Linked DNA regions of Pan troglodytes: region 2 is linked to region 1. A link is a contact called in public HiChIP or PLAC-seq data. All regions are on one chromosome and are shown on one strand. Each heading gives the region's core, a stretch centred on a gene start, on an enhancer-like site or on the middle of the called end of the contact. The rest is flanking DNA. Distances are from core to core; before and after follow the strand shown. Region 1 holds the start of GNPNAT1 (glucosamine-phosphate N-acetyltransferase 1). Region 2 holds the start of FERMT2 (FERM domain containing kindlin 2).

Evidence for each region. HiChIP or PLAC-seq counts read pairs in DNA pulled down with a chosen protein or histone mark.
Region 2: an H3K4me3 HiChIP or PLAC-seq map of stem cell-derived excitatory neurons shows a contact between it and region 1, with 5 times the contacts expected there. The contact joins the promoter of FERMT2 here to the promoter of GNPNAT1 in region 1. A contact is called at or near these places in 1 of 7 Hi-C or Micro-C datasets (stem cell-derived neural progenitor cells) and 1 of 1 datasets of contacts at active chromatin or transcription factors (stem cell-derived excitatory neurons).

Annotation. Positions count from the first base shown.
Region 1 is chr15:50,801,363-50,805,677 of NHGRI_mPanTro3-v2.0_pri, forward strand. It overlaps GNPNAT1 (glucosamine-phosphate N-acetyltransferase 1), which reads right to left and starts at 2,526. Exons shown (of 7, transcript XR_010151115.1): 1 at 2,245-2,526.
Region 2 is chr15:50,962,499-50,966,813 of NHGRI_mPanTro3-v2.0_pri, forward strand. It overlaps FERMT2 (FERM domain containing kindlin 2), which reads right to left and starts at 1,833. Exons shown (of 16, transcript XR_001709163.4): 1 at 1,714-1,833; 2 at 1,205-1,370.

The sequences.
Region 1 (4,315 bases), core at 1,276-3,775:
TTTGATACCCTGCTGCCACTGTTTCGAAGTTCTTAATTTTTTAACAAGGAACCCTGCATTTTAATTTGGATTACCACAGATTACGTAGCCAGTCCTGCTAGGTAGTATGACTTCAGACTCTGCTCTTAACCATTACACTGAAGAGGCACTAGAGTAGATAAATTCCCTATCTTACTGTTGTACAAGGGTTAAAAATTAAGTCATAAGCAGCACTTAGAACCTACATTTGGAAAATGGGAATCAGACTAGTCAAAATACATTAAACAAAGCATTACAGATTGAAATAAGAATCTTTTAACCAGGCAATCAGAAATTAACATCAAAATTTTTTTTATGAGCTATTCTACAAAACAGAGCCATACTGAAGGCCCACTTTAGCTCACTCTGTCCTCAAACGGTAAAATTCTGCTGGTGCCCAACTAAGGTACTGGGCAAAGTGAAGCAAGATATGACTTGAAACCTGGTTCCAAGGGGGTTTAGAGCATAATTAAATAAGTAATTTTATATAAATAATCTTTTAGCATCTTCAGGTGCCCAGATATTGCAAAACTAGGAAATCTCTGCAAATAAAATTGCACAGTTGTGTGAAGCGGAATCTCATCATATCATTAGGTTCTTTAAAGTTTTTAGATGAACTTTAAACACTAATCCTCCTTAAGTATTCCTCAGAACCTTTTCTGATTAACTGCTAAATTAGCAGGCGTTTAGAAGACCCGTTTAAGCCTAACCCTAGCCCAATAATGCCTAGTGAATGAATAACGAGTAAGACTTACCTGTAGGTCACATTTCAGAAAATCCAGAAGGACAAAAAAAAAAAAAAAAAAAAAAAATTCCCAAACTGCCACAATATCGCGGAAAGCATACACCAAATTCATTTTTACTAGTCATCACATCAGTTGAATATTTTTTCACTCAATTGAATATTTTTTAAACAAAACTTCAACTATTTGGCGTCTGAGCCTCTGTATCAGGTTGGAATACGAATGGGGAGAGAGGCTGCTGCTAGAAGCAACCAACGGAGAGCAACAAGTAATAGACACCGAAGATGAAGATTTTAAAAGTCGATCTACAAATTTTAAAAATACAATCTAAGGCCAAATCTAAACCAGCCTATGTATCTCTCAAGAGCTCCTGGGGAACCTTCTAAGTGCAGGTGAATGGGGGAGGGGCGGACTTCGGATTCCTTTATATTCATTTTATAACAATTTCGATAAGAATCCATTCTGAATCTATTCCGTTAAAGATTTTTAACACACCTGGCCATATTTATTAAATTGTGTAACTGCATGAATGTTCAAAAGTATTTTCTGATAGTTTGACCTTTACAATCTAGACGTTATTCCCAGTCTACCGATGAGGAAGCTGGAGCACCTGGAACTCCCAAGACTTGCCCCTTAGGTAACACAGCAAGTAAGTGACTTGGGGCTAGAATCCTCGTTTTCGCATCTTGAGCTCGATTACCATCCTCAACAGACCCCAATCTTTACATCATCATACCATACAGCTAGCGCTCTCTCCCCTATTTGGCAAATCCTGCCTAAATTAATTTCTTAAGATCCATTCTAGGATTCGTTCATGAGGGATTATCCTAACAAAACGAATCCTATAATCGCCCGTTCAATTTTGTATGAAAATTTTAAATTAGTTTGGCTTACATAAACATCAGCTCCTGCAACAGAAATCACAGTACAGTACTCGGTATTTCTAGGGGTAGGAGCCTAGGAAAAAGAGACAAAGAATGTCCCTCTGTACCCTGGGGAAAGCGCCGACCTACTCGGTGCGGAGGTGGTCTTCGGAGCAGCTGCCTCAATGGCTCCGACCACCGTGGGATGCGCCCGGGAATGGGAGAAGAGAAGGGGCCTGGGACGTTCGTGCCCATTCAAAACCGATGGCTGCAGAGAGCGCGACCAACTGTCTCATTTCCCACGCCAAAGTCTGGGGAGCGAAGTTCCGACCCTAGTCCCAGTTCCAGCCCTGCCAGGCCAAGACCAGCGTATGGCCGGACCGCTGGCCATCATCCTTAACCTCTGCTCCAGGCGCGCGTGCGTTCAACTTCCTGGGAACCGCGCTCCACACCATGTGCACCCAGCTGGCGAGGATTAACGCCCAGCTCCTCCACACAACACCCCCGGGGGCCTGGCCGGGGTACCAGACACACCTGTTAGATAAACCTGAGGGCAGGCCCGCCCCAGCCCCCAGGACACACGGTCCTGCTCTCGCGCCCCGGCCCCGGTCCCTCCTCACCCGTAGAGGCCCTGCGGTCGGCGCTCCTAGCCAGGCGCGTCGGACTCTCCCCCACCAGTGTGCACAGCACCGGATCCGGATCCGGCTTCAGCGCCAGCCCCACCTCCTCCTCCACCGCCCGCGCCACAGTTGGGAACCGCGGCCCAGACGTGGCAGCGCCAACGCCTCCACCCCGCCTCTGCCCCCTCACGCAGGGCCGCGCGCAGGCGAGCGGAGGCGGAGGCCAAGGCGCCACCCGCCCAGGCCCGGAGAGCGAGGGGCGGGGCCCGGAGAGCGGGGGCGGGACCAGGAGGGCGAGGGGCGGGGCTCGGAGAGCGGGGGCGGGACCAGGAGGGCGAGGGGCGGGGCCTGAGGCTCGAGTCGGCGCCTGGGGCGGTGGCCGCCGGACCAAAGCTGGCCTCTCCCGGCTCCTCCTCCTCGCTCCCCAAGGACTTTCCCACCGCGTCATTGTCTCGGTTTATCTGCAGATACGTCTACCTAGCAGTCAGCCCAGCAGCGTAAGTGGTGACCAGTGTGGGCCTCTTTGATCCTGAGACCGAAGGCTCGGCCACTGTTCCTCTCCATTTGTTCCTTGTTGCCCTCCCTTCATGATTCAATCCATTAATTAGGACTTTTCCTACCAGCTGGCAGTTCAGAGCTCCGCATCCCCAGGCCTCTGAGTCACAGTTCCTGCCTTCATGAAACTAGGAGTTGGGGCCACTGCATTCTACTCCTTCGGGACTATTGTTTCATTTCTCAGTCCCTCAAACCCTTTATTGGATGAACATGGAGTTAGGACAGCGGTTCTCCACTGCAACAGTTTTGCCTCCCAGGAGACATTTGGCAATGTATGAATCATTTTCAGCCTCTCATCTGGGGTGAGATGCCATTGGAATCTACAGATGGTGGAGGGCACAGGTGAGTAGAGGCCGGGAATACTGCTTCACGCCTTACAGTGCGCAGGACAGCGCCGCACAACAAAGAATTACCTGGCCTGAAATGTCTGGAGTGCTGAGGTTTAGAAACCTTTCGTTAGGAGAAGAAAAGTGACTTTTTTCAGAGCCCCATTTCTGAAGTGTCTTACCTAAGTAGCACTTTGTCCCTATTTTAACAGATGAGGAAACAGAGGTTCAGAGATGTTACATAATTTACAAAAGTCTCATAGCTAGTAGCTCCCCTTCCTTGCCTTGTACCATAATTTTCAATTTATTGAAATTGCAAAGTATTTTATTCTTAAGCAATAGTATTCAAAGAACCCCATAGATCATACACCAGAAATCATATTTTTTGCTCATTTGTGAGATTTAAATTTCAGTTAACTCCTTTACTGATTTATGCTTTCTCAGAACTTCAAACATCAGTGAGTTGATGGCATCCATATCTCTGTTTTTATCTCTGTTTTTACACCCATACATACAAAAGAATATATAGGGCATGAGCAGGATGTGGTGGTATGCATCCGTAGTCCCAGCTACTCCAGAGGCTGAGGCAGGAGGATCACTTGAGCCCACAAGGTTGAATCCAGCCTGGACAATAGAGCAAGACCCTGTCTCTTAAAAAAAAAAAAAAAAAAAAAAGAATATGTAAGGCATAAATAAAATAAACACTCATGGCTGGGCGTAGTGGCTCACACCTGTAATTCCAACATTTTGGGAGGCCTAGGCAAGTGGATCTCTTGAGCCCAGGAGTTTGAGACCAGTCTGTGCAACATGGTAAAAACCTGTCTCTACAAAAAAAAATACTGAAAATTAGGCAGGCATGGTGGCATGTGCCTGTAGTCCCATCTACTCAGGAGGCTGAGGTAGGAGGATAACCTGAGCCCGGGAGGCAGAGGCTGCTGTGAGCCATGATTGCAAGACTGCACTCCAGTCTGGGCCACAGAGCAAGACCCTGTCTCAAAACAAACAAAAATTTAAAAAAATGCTTATGTACACACCACTAATCTTAAGCATATGGCCCTCCCCGTTTTTCTTATCAGACTTCTGGTCAAATGTTTTCAGTGAGTTTATCCTGTACAACAAACTGCTGTATGTTTTATAAATTAGCAAAAAGTGAAACATAAGCAATTCTAAAATCACAGAACACAAGGCTT
Region 2 (4,315 bases), core at 583-3,082, 160 kb after region 1:
TAAAACTTCCTGCAGGGGTACAAAGCAGGTCCACCCAAATGAATCCTGCCTTCTTTTGCAAAATGCATCAGAGTGCTATTTCAGTACCTTTACATACAATAATCCTTTGCTAAGAAACAGATTTCCTGACAAATAAGCACTTCTCTACTTTCCCAGTGTAGCTTGAAAACGAATGCTGTGTTTAAAAAAAAAAAAAAAAAAAAGACGAAAAAAACCCCCAGAAAGTCCCCAACCCCGCTTCACCAAAACAAAAAACAATTCCAGCCTAAAAAGACAATGCCACACAGATAATCATCTTATCACAACTGCATTATGTACAAAAGGCTCTTTAAAGCTCAGGAAGATAGTTCTCTGAGCATTTCTCTTATGATCAAATCATCTATTTAGCTGATTCTTCCAGATGAAAATGGTTTCATTCATCACAAAAATGTGTACTGCACACTCTTCACACTGTAAGATACCTTATTATTTTAAATCGGATATCAATCCAATATATATTTGTACTCAAGCAAATACCGTCAACCTCAAATTAGTTTAACAAAGTCTGCTTTTTAACACAAAGTTCTTTCCTTGGCTTGTTATTAATATAAAACCGAACGCTCGAAACGGCTTACATCGAGCATGGACTATGGATACCAAGTTTGTCAAGCACTGCCCCACCCCTAGTAAGAGTGGATGACTGGAACATTTTAATGCACTCCACCACGTAGAACAGCCACAGAAACTTCACACTGGCGCCAGTAGTTGCACATTTTCCAGCACAGATTTTTCTTAAATGGATTTTGCATCATTCTCTATACCAAACGTCACTAACATTCAGGTATGCTGAAGACACAGATAACCACGGACACTGTAATATCACCCTCCCAACACACTTTCCTCATTCTTTTATCGTTCTGTCAGTAAATGTTAAGAATTAACGAGTTCCCCGGCACACATCCCCAGTCCCGCGTAACTACGCAATTAAGGTTATAATTGGGAGGCTCGAATCATTACATATGAAAATTCAGAGAGTAACAAAACAAAATAAGACGCAAAGGGGAACAGATCTATCTGCTTAAATACTGAAAGATTTTACATTTCCAAAAAGCATTTGCGAGATGCCAAGATTTCTCAAATGGGCCCCTCCCCCGTCGTGAGCCTCTTTCCTCCCCCCACCAATTCTGGGAAGTCATTAGTTGGACGCGGCTGGGATGCTACTCACCGAGTTTCTCCACCAGCTTAAGCATCACCCCTCCAATGTGCACCTCGCCGGTCACTCTCAGGGTGACATCGCGGTTCAGGTCCGTCACATGGACACTCAGTTCCCACGTCCCGTCCGCGTAGCAGCCATCTGGCATCCTTATCCCGTCCAGAGCCATGGCTCCTTCCTGCGAGCGCGGAGGAAATGGCTCTCGTAAGCGTCACTCCCCCAAAGAAAGGCGAATCCCACCGAATTCGCAGCGCCGGCCACGGGCTGGGAGGTGGTGGAGGACCCGGGGCTTTCGGCAGAAACTCGGGAGGGCGGCGGCGGCCGGGGCTGCGGGAGGACCCTACGCCCCGCTCGCCCCGCAGCGTTCCTCGGTCCCGGCGCCGCCCGCCCCACACCGTCCCCGCCTAGCGGACCGCGGCGGGCTTCACCTGCCGGCCGGCCCCGAGACACAGCGCAGGCTGACTCCCCGTTCCCCTCCCCGCCGCGCCCCCTCGGGTCCCGGCGGCGTCCCGCTCCCTCACCGCGCGCTCCTAGCGCTCCGGGCCCGGGGCTCGCGCGGCAACAGGCGAGGGGCTGGAGGCTCGCGGGGCGGCGGTGTCCGCGCCCGGCTCCTCGGCTGGCGAAGCGCTGCCTGTGGCCGGAGCGGCTAATGGAGTCCCGTCGTCGCGGCCCCTCGCCTGGCTCCCCGCGCTCCACCCTCTCCCCGCCCCCTCTGTCCGAGCCTGGCTGGGCTGGGCGCGCTGGCTCCCTCCTTCGCCGCCCGCAGAGCCGCCCTGAGCGGGTCCGGCCGGCCTCGCCTCTGCCCCCGCCCTCCCGGCGCCGTGCTCGGGGGAGGGGGCTGCGGGTCCCGGGCGGGGCGGGGCGGCGCGGGGGTGGCGGGGGGCGCGGCGGGGCGGCAATCTCGGCCCCGCGGAGCGCTGCCCTTTTATGGAAATGAAGGACCCGGCTCAGGGATTGAATCCAACATCCGGGCTCTAGGCGGCGGGCCCTGAGGAGGGGGAGCGGGGGAGCGCGGGCGGCCTTTCCCGGGGCGCTGGTGGCCGGCGGGGCGTCCAGAGCTCAGGCTGGACTGGGGCCCCCGCGGCGTGTGTCCGCGCTGGCAGCAGGGAGAGGGGGCTTGTCCGTGAGAAACGGCCCCAGGAAATTCCCAGGGCAAGGTCGTTTTCGGAGAACAAAGTCCTCTCGCCCCCTCCCCACGCCTGGAGCGAGACAAAAACCTCAGGGAGGTGAGAGGTGCCGCACCCCGGGATCTGGAGAGAGGAGTCTGGGATGGAGAAACTTTAAAAAGTAAATGCCCAAACCAACTCCTTGAATGTCCCACAAAAGAATGAGAAAACCCAGAGGGAGGTGAACCACAAAAATTGCTTTGCCAGCAATGTCCGGCACCATCAGCAACTCCTACTGGACTCCCAGGAGTTTGCAAGCGTTCTTAACCCCTTCGGACGCTCCAGCCAGATACCAGTCAAACAGATGATGCTCTTGCCTGAGGGGAAAGGAAAGACACAACCTAGTGCCACAGGTTTTACTCAGAAACTGTTTCCCCAGCTTCTCCAGCTCTTTGTACTTATTTGTGTGTTTTTTATATGCAAGTTAGAACTAACAGTCTATTAAAGCTGTTAGATGGAGATACATGCTCCATCCCACCCTCAGCCACACCTTGGATTTTAATACTTCTGGAACGGTGCCTGCAGGTACCAGGCTACCTGTTGAAGACTGGCTAGTGATGGGGAACGGTCCTCCTGCTTCCCGCTTTTGTTTCCACTTCCCCCATTAACTGTTGTACTCTGTTGAGGGAACTCCTTTCAGAAACAGCAAACCAGAGAAACTGCCTCGCTAGCAAATTCATGGGCTCAAAAAATAAACGTCAAGAAGGCTCAGATTAAAATACATTTTAAAGATAAAAGACTCCAGTTCGCAGTCTCATAATCTTGTCGAATTGTCTCAAACGCTTGGAAAAGGAACTCGCTAGGCAGATAACCTTTTGTTCATTAACATTACTGGGAAACAAGATGAGAGGCCTCAAGAAAGGGGTGGAACTCAGAAAGGAGTGAAAGCAGCAAAATTTAGTCAGATGCCAAAGGCTTGGCAGAAAAAAAAAATAGGGAAAACCACTACAGTGTTTTTAGCTAGTTATCATGGAGAAATTGATGCCTTCAGTCTCTTATCTGTCTACTCTCCAATATTTCTACTCGTGGACGTTCCAAATAGTTCACTTGAAAGCAATATGAATGTCCGGAGATGAGGGAGTTTATGTAAATTATGGGGTTGAAAATATACAGGAAAATGTTTTTAATAAATTAAGGAATTGCTTGTTAGGGCACAAAACTGCAGAACTGGATATGCAGCTATAAAATTAAGAGCTTATTTATGTTAAATGTTCAGAGAAAAAGACTGTAAGGAAATACAGCAAAATGTTAAGAAGCTCTCTGGGTCTTGAGATCACGGAAGTTTTTTCTTTCTTCCATTCTTTGTTTTCTACCAACTCAAAAACTTTACACCACCACCTAGAATTGCATCCAGCATTTCAGTTTCTCTGTACATGCCATTACATTCACGATGATAGACACTGGATACAGCAGCTACTGACTGAACGATGGGCAGGATTCTCAGAGGTTTCCTTTGGTGTTTTTTAAATAGTTCTAAAGAAAACTTGAGTTCTTTAAGAGCAGAGATTTCAAATTATTTTCATTGTCCACAAATTCACAATAGCTTGGCACAGAGAAAATGGAAAACATGCTGGTGTCAAACCAACACAAATGTCAAAGAAACAGGGGGTCTGTTCCATGGAGAAATCTCAGGGGCCAGGTACAGTGGCTCATGCCTATAATCCCAGCACTTTGGGAGGCTGAGGCAGGAGGATCACTTGAGCCCAGGAGGTGGAGGCTGCAGTGAGCTGTATTCACACCTCTGCCCTCCAGCCTGGATTGATCTCAGAAAAACAAAAAACAAATCTCAATGGGAAAATCCCCACTTTAAAAATATAATTATTTATTTCCCCCACTTTATCCCCCAAAAGATTTATGACAACGTATAAGGATGCATAAACTGTGAGATAGTATACATTATAAGTGGCACAAAACAAGAAAAAAAAAGGTGGGTGGGGATTGGGAGGCTTAGAGGGGT